Regions from separate parts of the Gossypium arboreum genome. Here region 2 is linked to region 1. Evidence: chromatin contacts called from public Hi-C data. All regions are on one chromosome and are shown on one strand. The core of a region is the stretch at or near the end of the contact, and the rest is flanking DNA. Distances in the headings are between cores, read along the strand shown.

Region 1 (2,973 bases), core at 463-2,962:
ATAAACGTAACAGGAGAAGTTGGCATTTTGCAAGCACTGCGAAAATACAAAGTAAATAGGGGACAACAAAGTTTGTTTACTCAATTACATTTTTCTACATCTGTAAAGCCTAGCTCAATGAGAAGTATTCACTATCTTCAGACACTTATAACCAGTTGTTTTAAACTTATCACACCTTAGTGAAAATTTCCTTACTGTTGTACCTTTGAAGATTAGAACTTTCACTACTAAATTCTCCCTCTGAGAACTTAACTTGTAAAACCACAACACATAGGTTTTACAATCAAATCCACTCTTACAAGATAATGTTCCTCACTTGAGTAGATTAAGCGCTTTCAATAAAAGTACATCAACCTATACATGTCTCTTAATCATATAGTGTTTTCGAGACCTGCTAACATAATGTAGATCAATCACAGTCCTTTCTAAAATGTAGCTAAAATAGCTTAATAATAATAATAATAATAATAATAATAATAATAATAATAATAATAATAAAGGTAACATAGATGTAGTTTGATCCAATCCAACTTCCTCAATGCAATGGATTAAATAGACTTGATCCGATCTAATTCTTCAAATAGGTTTCCTCCAAGTAATATGATCTTCATTGATGAGCTAAATATAATCCACAATCTTAGCTCAACTTAAAGATATGGTTCAATAAATTATCAATCTTCTAATATGACAAATTGCTAATTGTTGCAGTAATAAAAGAAGTGGGCACTTCCTCAAATATATCTCAACAACTCTAAATATTTCAAAGATAGAACTATCTTGGTTGCTTAACTAGCCTAAATATTTTGTTTTCTTTTTCTCAATTTTAACAAATGATATACAAATGATATATGGCCAGCTGCCTGCCTTCTAATATATATCTAAACGTTTCCTAGGTGAAAGGGAAATGTGTATGTATAGTTATATGTAAAAATGAAATTATATAAGGAGCATGATATCGTCAGTGGTGAAAGAACATGTATTAATTCTAAGATTCATGATTATGGCAATTGGCAAAGTTGTGGGGTGCTGCATTTGTCTCTTGCCTGAACAATGCATTGAATGTTTTTTGGCAAGACTAAGGTAGTGAAGAATGGAGATATATCACATGTATACATATATGTCTTTCTCATGAAAACTGTAGCCCTTCTCTTCTAGTACTCATATTTATGTATGCACCGCATGCTCCAATTTTCCTTATATAAAATATTCCCTCATATAGAACTATATATATCTGAAGATATAATGCTCTTTGTATTCTCTGACTGTATCATGCGTCACCATATCTGTCATCTTACTAGCAAATTCTAGGTATATACTAGAAAAGAAAAGGTTTAACCAATTTAATCCTATGGTTCACCATAATGCTAATTTACAGTTTAATAAAGATTCATAGAGAAATTAAATTATATTGTGTTATTATAATACTAGAAATTAAGATTAGAATTTGTGTGAAGATGATCAGATTTTTGGGTCAATAAATTATATATATTGTATATAGTACTAACTAACATGAAGGTCACAATCTGTGAGAAGATCACAATTGGGATCAATTTTTGTTTTATATGTTTAAATTAATGAAATATTATATGAATAATTTGTGTGGCTATCATGAAATATTGAAAGAAGTCTATCTTTTCTGTTCTTTCGAAATGACATCAAAAGGTGAGTAAAAAATTCCTGCAGATAGGGTTTTTTTAAATTTATTATTATTCCTTTAAATATTTCTGAATAGGATGGAGCAGTAGCCTAGCATTCCATACTTCTCCTTTTATTTCCTTTTTGTCTTTTTTAAACATGTTGGTTCTGGTCTCTCATATATATCAAATCACGTGAACCTGTTATTTCTTTGCTCTCCCTCTCTCTCTAAAGTGGTTTACCCTTCAATAGCATAATACCCCTCCTTTTTTTCTTTGCCTTTTTTTTTTTCGATCCTCCACCTTTACTGGACAACACCAACAACATATCATTGCTGTTCATCACCTGATCTCTCTCCCTAATGTCTTCTAGTAATTGCTATTCATCCCTTTATCCTTTTCCTTTTGACCTTAACGAAGATGATCAACACCAACACCACCACCTTTTTACCTTTAAATCTCAACCTTCTTCCTCTTCTTCTTCCTCAACTGTTCATCACCTAGGAGCAGGTTCTTGTCAAAGGGAACCCCAGGAGTTTCAAGATCAGGTGATATTATAATTACCACTTCACTCTTTTATTTTATTAAAATTTAATGTGATGATCACTTAGGGTTATGATATGATCATTTTGTTTAGGCTAAGATATATGTTTCAAAAGATGGGGCATTGGAGAACAGTGACTGCGGACTCAAGTTATCATTATGGAAAAAAGAAGAAAGGGTCGAAAGTGATCATCACCATGAGGACAGTTCTACTAAGTGGATGCCTTCAAAGCTGAGGATTTTGAGGAAGATGATGAGTTCCCATCACACCGATTTATCGAAAAGCTCTTCGCCGAAAATCGAAGACCAGAAGCTTCAGAATCAGCCCTCACCATCTCCAGATAACAGCTGCAACTCTTCCTACAATAATGATATCAACAACAATCCAAGTAGGGTTTGTGCTGATTGCAACACAACTAAGACTCCTCTTTGGAGGAGTGGCCCTAGAGGTCCCAAGGTATAGTTGAATTTCCACTCGTTTCTAATCAATACCCTATACAATTGCTACATAACTTTTGAGATAATTAATTGACTTTTTTTTTTTTTTCTGTTTTTCACCTTTTGGTCGCACTGCAGTCTCTTTGCAACGCCTGCGGAATTCGACAAAGAAAAGCGAGACGAGCAATGGCTGCAGCGGCAGCGGCAACAGCGTCCAATGGAACTATTGTTGCAACTGAGACAACGACAAGCATGAAGAATAAGGTTCAAAACAAGGCCAAGAGATCAAGTAATGGTTGTGTTGCAACGTTAAAGAACAAAAAGTGCAAACTCAGTTCCCAATCCCAAGGTAGAAACA
Region 2 (3,145 bases), core at 528-3,027, 210 kb after region 1:
TCTTTTTTATCTTGTCTTGAATGAATGAAGTTTCATGACAAAAAATATTTACTTTTTATTTATTTTGCAATTAATATGCATGAACAAAATAATAAAAATTTTCAAATTTCATAAAGAATTTGAAGAAGGATTCACTACGGTAAAATATAAAATTAAACTTCAAAATATCGTTTCTATGTAATTTTAACATATTATTTTAAAATTTTATATTATTAAAATATTTATAAATGGTTTAAAAATGCAATAATTTTTATATTATTTGTTTTAATATTATTAGAAAAATTGTGCACTCAAGGGAGCAAATTCAACAATTTGAGTCAATCCTCTCAATAAACATTAACAAATTTATTGAATTGTTACAGCTTATAAGCAAAAATTTAAAGACCTGACTAAGGGTAGGTTTGGATAGGCGAAGGCATGCAGTGCAGTGCGTTTAGTTTACTTCTTATCTTATGTTACAGTATCGTTACAGTATCTAATCTCACTGTCATTGTTATTTTTACACTAACCGCAAGAAAACGCACCGTTCATCCAAATCCACATTTAATAATGTGAGATATGTTGTTTTCAAATATCCTTATTCTTGACAATGAAAACTTCATTTATTTTAATAATAAAAGATAGTTTTTAATTTTAATTTTACCAAATATAATATCACATTGTACTTTGTTTTTCGATTGGTCTTGTCTTTTTAATGTCTATATTATTACTTTGAATATCTTTTAACGATAAATTAATTTCTAACCCACCAACAATTTTCATGGATAAAATTTCTATTGATAAAATTATACTAGTTAAAAATTTAAATGATAAGGGTGATAATTTCATCTTTATAAAATAATAATAATAATAACCACAATTAAGTTTACAATTTAGCTATATGTAATTAACACAAAACTTATATGATATGAAAATTGTGTTCTTCTCGTCAAATATGTTTAATTTAATTTTCTTTCAGTTCTTCATGTCTTACGTCCAAAACTTTTTCGTCTTTCCTTTTTATTCTCAAAATTTGCTGTTAATAATTTTGAATGAATTGTTTATTATTTAAACTTTTAGAAGTCATTCTCAACAAAGAGATTATTCATTTCCCTCTTTGCTTTGCTTGATTTTCGAGTAGTTATGTTATTCTAATCCTTCATTTTTATTGAAATGTTTATTTTTAACTCACAATACATTCCAAGTACTATCAAAAGCTTTAAAAAAATAGAACATACATGTGTATGTGACACTTACATTTAGGTCCCAGTAACATAGATTGTCTGACCTTCTTTCTTCCTGTTGCAGCATATATGTTTGCAAAGGCAAGGAAGGAAGAAGGGTTGAAGCAATGCGGCTAACAAACAGAGTGAAACAAAAGAAGATTTATCTTTTGCTCCAGAGACAACTCCATGAGGTAATGACAAACCACCAATCTTTTCCAGTTGTTGCACTATCTTTGAAGGTTTTGGACTCCATTCCTGAATATCAGCAGAGAATGGAAAACTCAAACCTAATGATCCTGAAGAAAATCAAGAAAAGATTTGAAGATAAGGCTGTTTTCAAGCAATTTATTCATGCAGAATCTCTATGGGTTTGTCTAATCTAAACCCATATTCCCTTTTTTTCCCCAAAATATAGAGAGAGAGATGGTTACTTATTGCTCCTGCTATGTTAGTTGCCTTGATAGAGGGTAATAAGGGCCAGCAGGCAACTGGACCAATTGGCTTTATGTGAGACAAAGGATAGAGATCGACTGCCCCCATTTCCCTGCTTTATAGATGAGCCATAAATAATTTTGAAGTAGTGGGGTCCTTTATGTAACCTTTCCTTCAAGTCCAGCCACATATGTATTTTTTTTCAATATGAATTTCTTTTGAAAAAAATTGAGCATACATATGTTATACACATTCATATCCAGAAAACGTCCTCTTCCTGATAAACAATGTTTTCCTTTTAAGCCATCCTTTCAAATTATCAAATTTGGCATGATAATGCTAGTTTTAGTCACTGGTTAATCTCTCTTATCATCATCATCTCTGCTTTTCTAGTCTCACAGAAAAGATTTCTCTCAAATGCCAGGAACCATCCAAGTTTCAGGTATCAAGTTTTGTCTTAACTGTAATTCCAATATGGCAGTTGAAGTTCATACTCCTTTTTCAAGACTTCCCTCATTGAATTCATTTCAGTTCTGGATTTCAAGGGTCTCCATTCATCATCATTATCATCATCATCATCATCAAAAGTATCAATAAAAGGTAAACCAATCAACATTTTCTTGTCCAAATTTTCTTATCTTGAATGGCTATATTCTATACACTGTGAGAAGAAAATTTTACCAGTGAGTTCATCTTCATAACGCAGTTTCCAAGGGAAAAATAGAGTACCAGACTTGGGACAAAGGGGAATTCTCATTGTAATGACTCTAAACATTGTTTTGACATCCTTTGATTTTGCTGTGTTTTAAAGTTGTGAATTTTGCTATTGAATTCCAACATGTTTTGCTATTGCACAGTCCATTGACAACCCTTCGTGACAACTTGATTATAACAATACAAGATGCAGAGGGAAACGAGATTTCTCATACAGGTTTGTGCCTTTTCATTTTCCATAAGCATTTAGAATATTAAGAGTTAGTCTGAGTGAAAAAGATATGACATGGGGCAGGACTTGAAACCAGATTGGTGGTTGAGAAAGGTGTTTGGGATGACATATTTCCCCTTGAAGGAGGTGGGCATGCTCATATGAAGTTGCAGTTTTTCCTCAATGAAGAAGAGCGCCAGCGAATTCGGATAATGGTATTCTTTTTCCCTTGCTTTGCTTTTGATGCAATAAATGACTGATCATACAAGATTCCTTTTATGTGTGCATTAAACCATCAGCCAGAATATGGGATGCACTGCATTAAGCTGTTTGATAAAATGCATGCCTATGGTATCCTGATAAACCTTATTCCTTTCCGTGGCGCTACTAAGTTATATATTTCTAAGATCATTTTCAGAGGGAATCTGCACTGAAGAAGAAACATGAAGAGCTTTGCAATAGTGGTCATGGAAGTCCCAAAAATGCTTCTGTTAGTTATAGTGAAGCCAGTCAATTGTCTGTCCCCTTAAACAACCCCAAGGATGCCAAATTTGATATCGACAACAGAGACAGAAGTTATTCT

The links. A called contact is a pair of places that touch in the nucleus more often than the background predicts.
Region 2: a contact with region 1 is called in a Hi-C map of leaf, with 3 times the contacts expected there. The contact joins the promoter of LOC108486257 here to the promoter of LOC108485411 in region 1. A contact is called at or near these places in 2 of 5 Hi-C or Micro-C datasets (both in leaf).

What each region holds. Positions count from the first base shown.
Region 1 is chr6:124,565,482-124,568,454 of ASM2569848v2, forward strand. It overlaps LOC108485411 (GATA transcription factor 21-like), which reads left to right and starts at 1,713. Exons shown (of 3, transcript XM_017789244.2): 1 at 1,713-2,182; 2 at 2,272-2,634; 3 at 2,754-2,973. The coding sequence starts at 1,997.
Region 2 is chr6:124,778,900-124,782,044 of ASM2569848v2, forward strand. LOC108486257 reads left to right here and starts at 1,778. Exons shown (of 13, transcript XM_017790216.2): 1 at 1,778-2,079; 2 at 2,169-2,237; 3 at 2,344-2,395; 4 at 2,495-2,568; 5 at 2,647-2,777; 6 at 2,981-3,145. The coding sequence starts at 2,055. LOC128294163 (a long non-coding RNA gene) reads right to left here and starts at 1,743. Exons shown (of 2, transcript XR_008284438.1): 1 at 1,637-1,743; 2 at 1,121-1,501.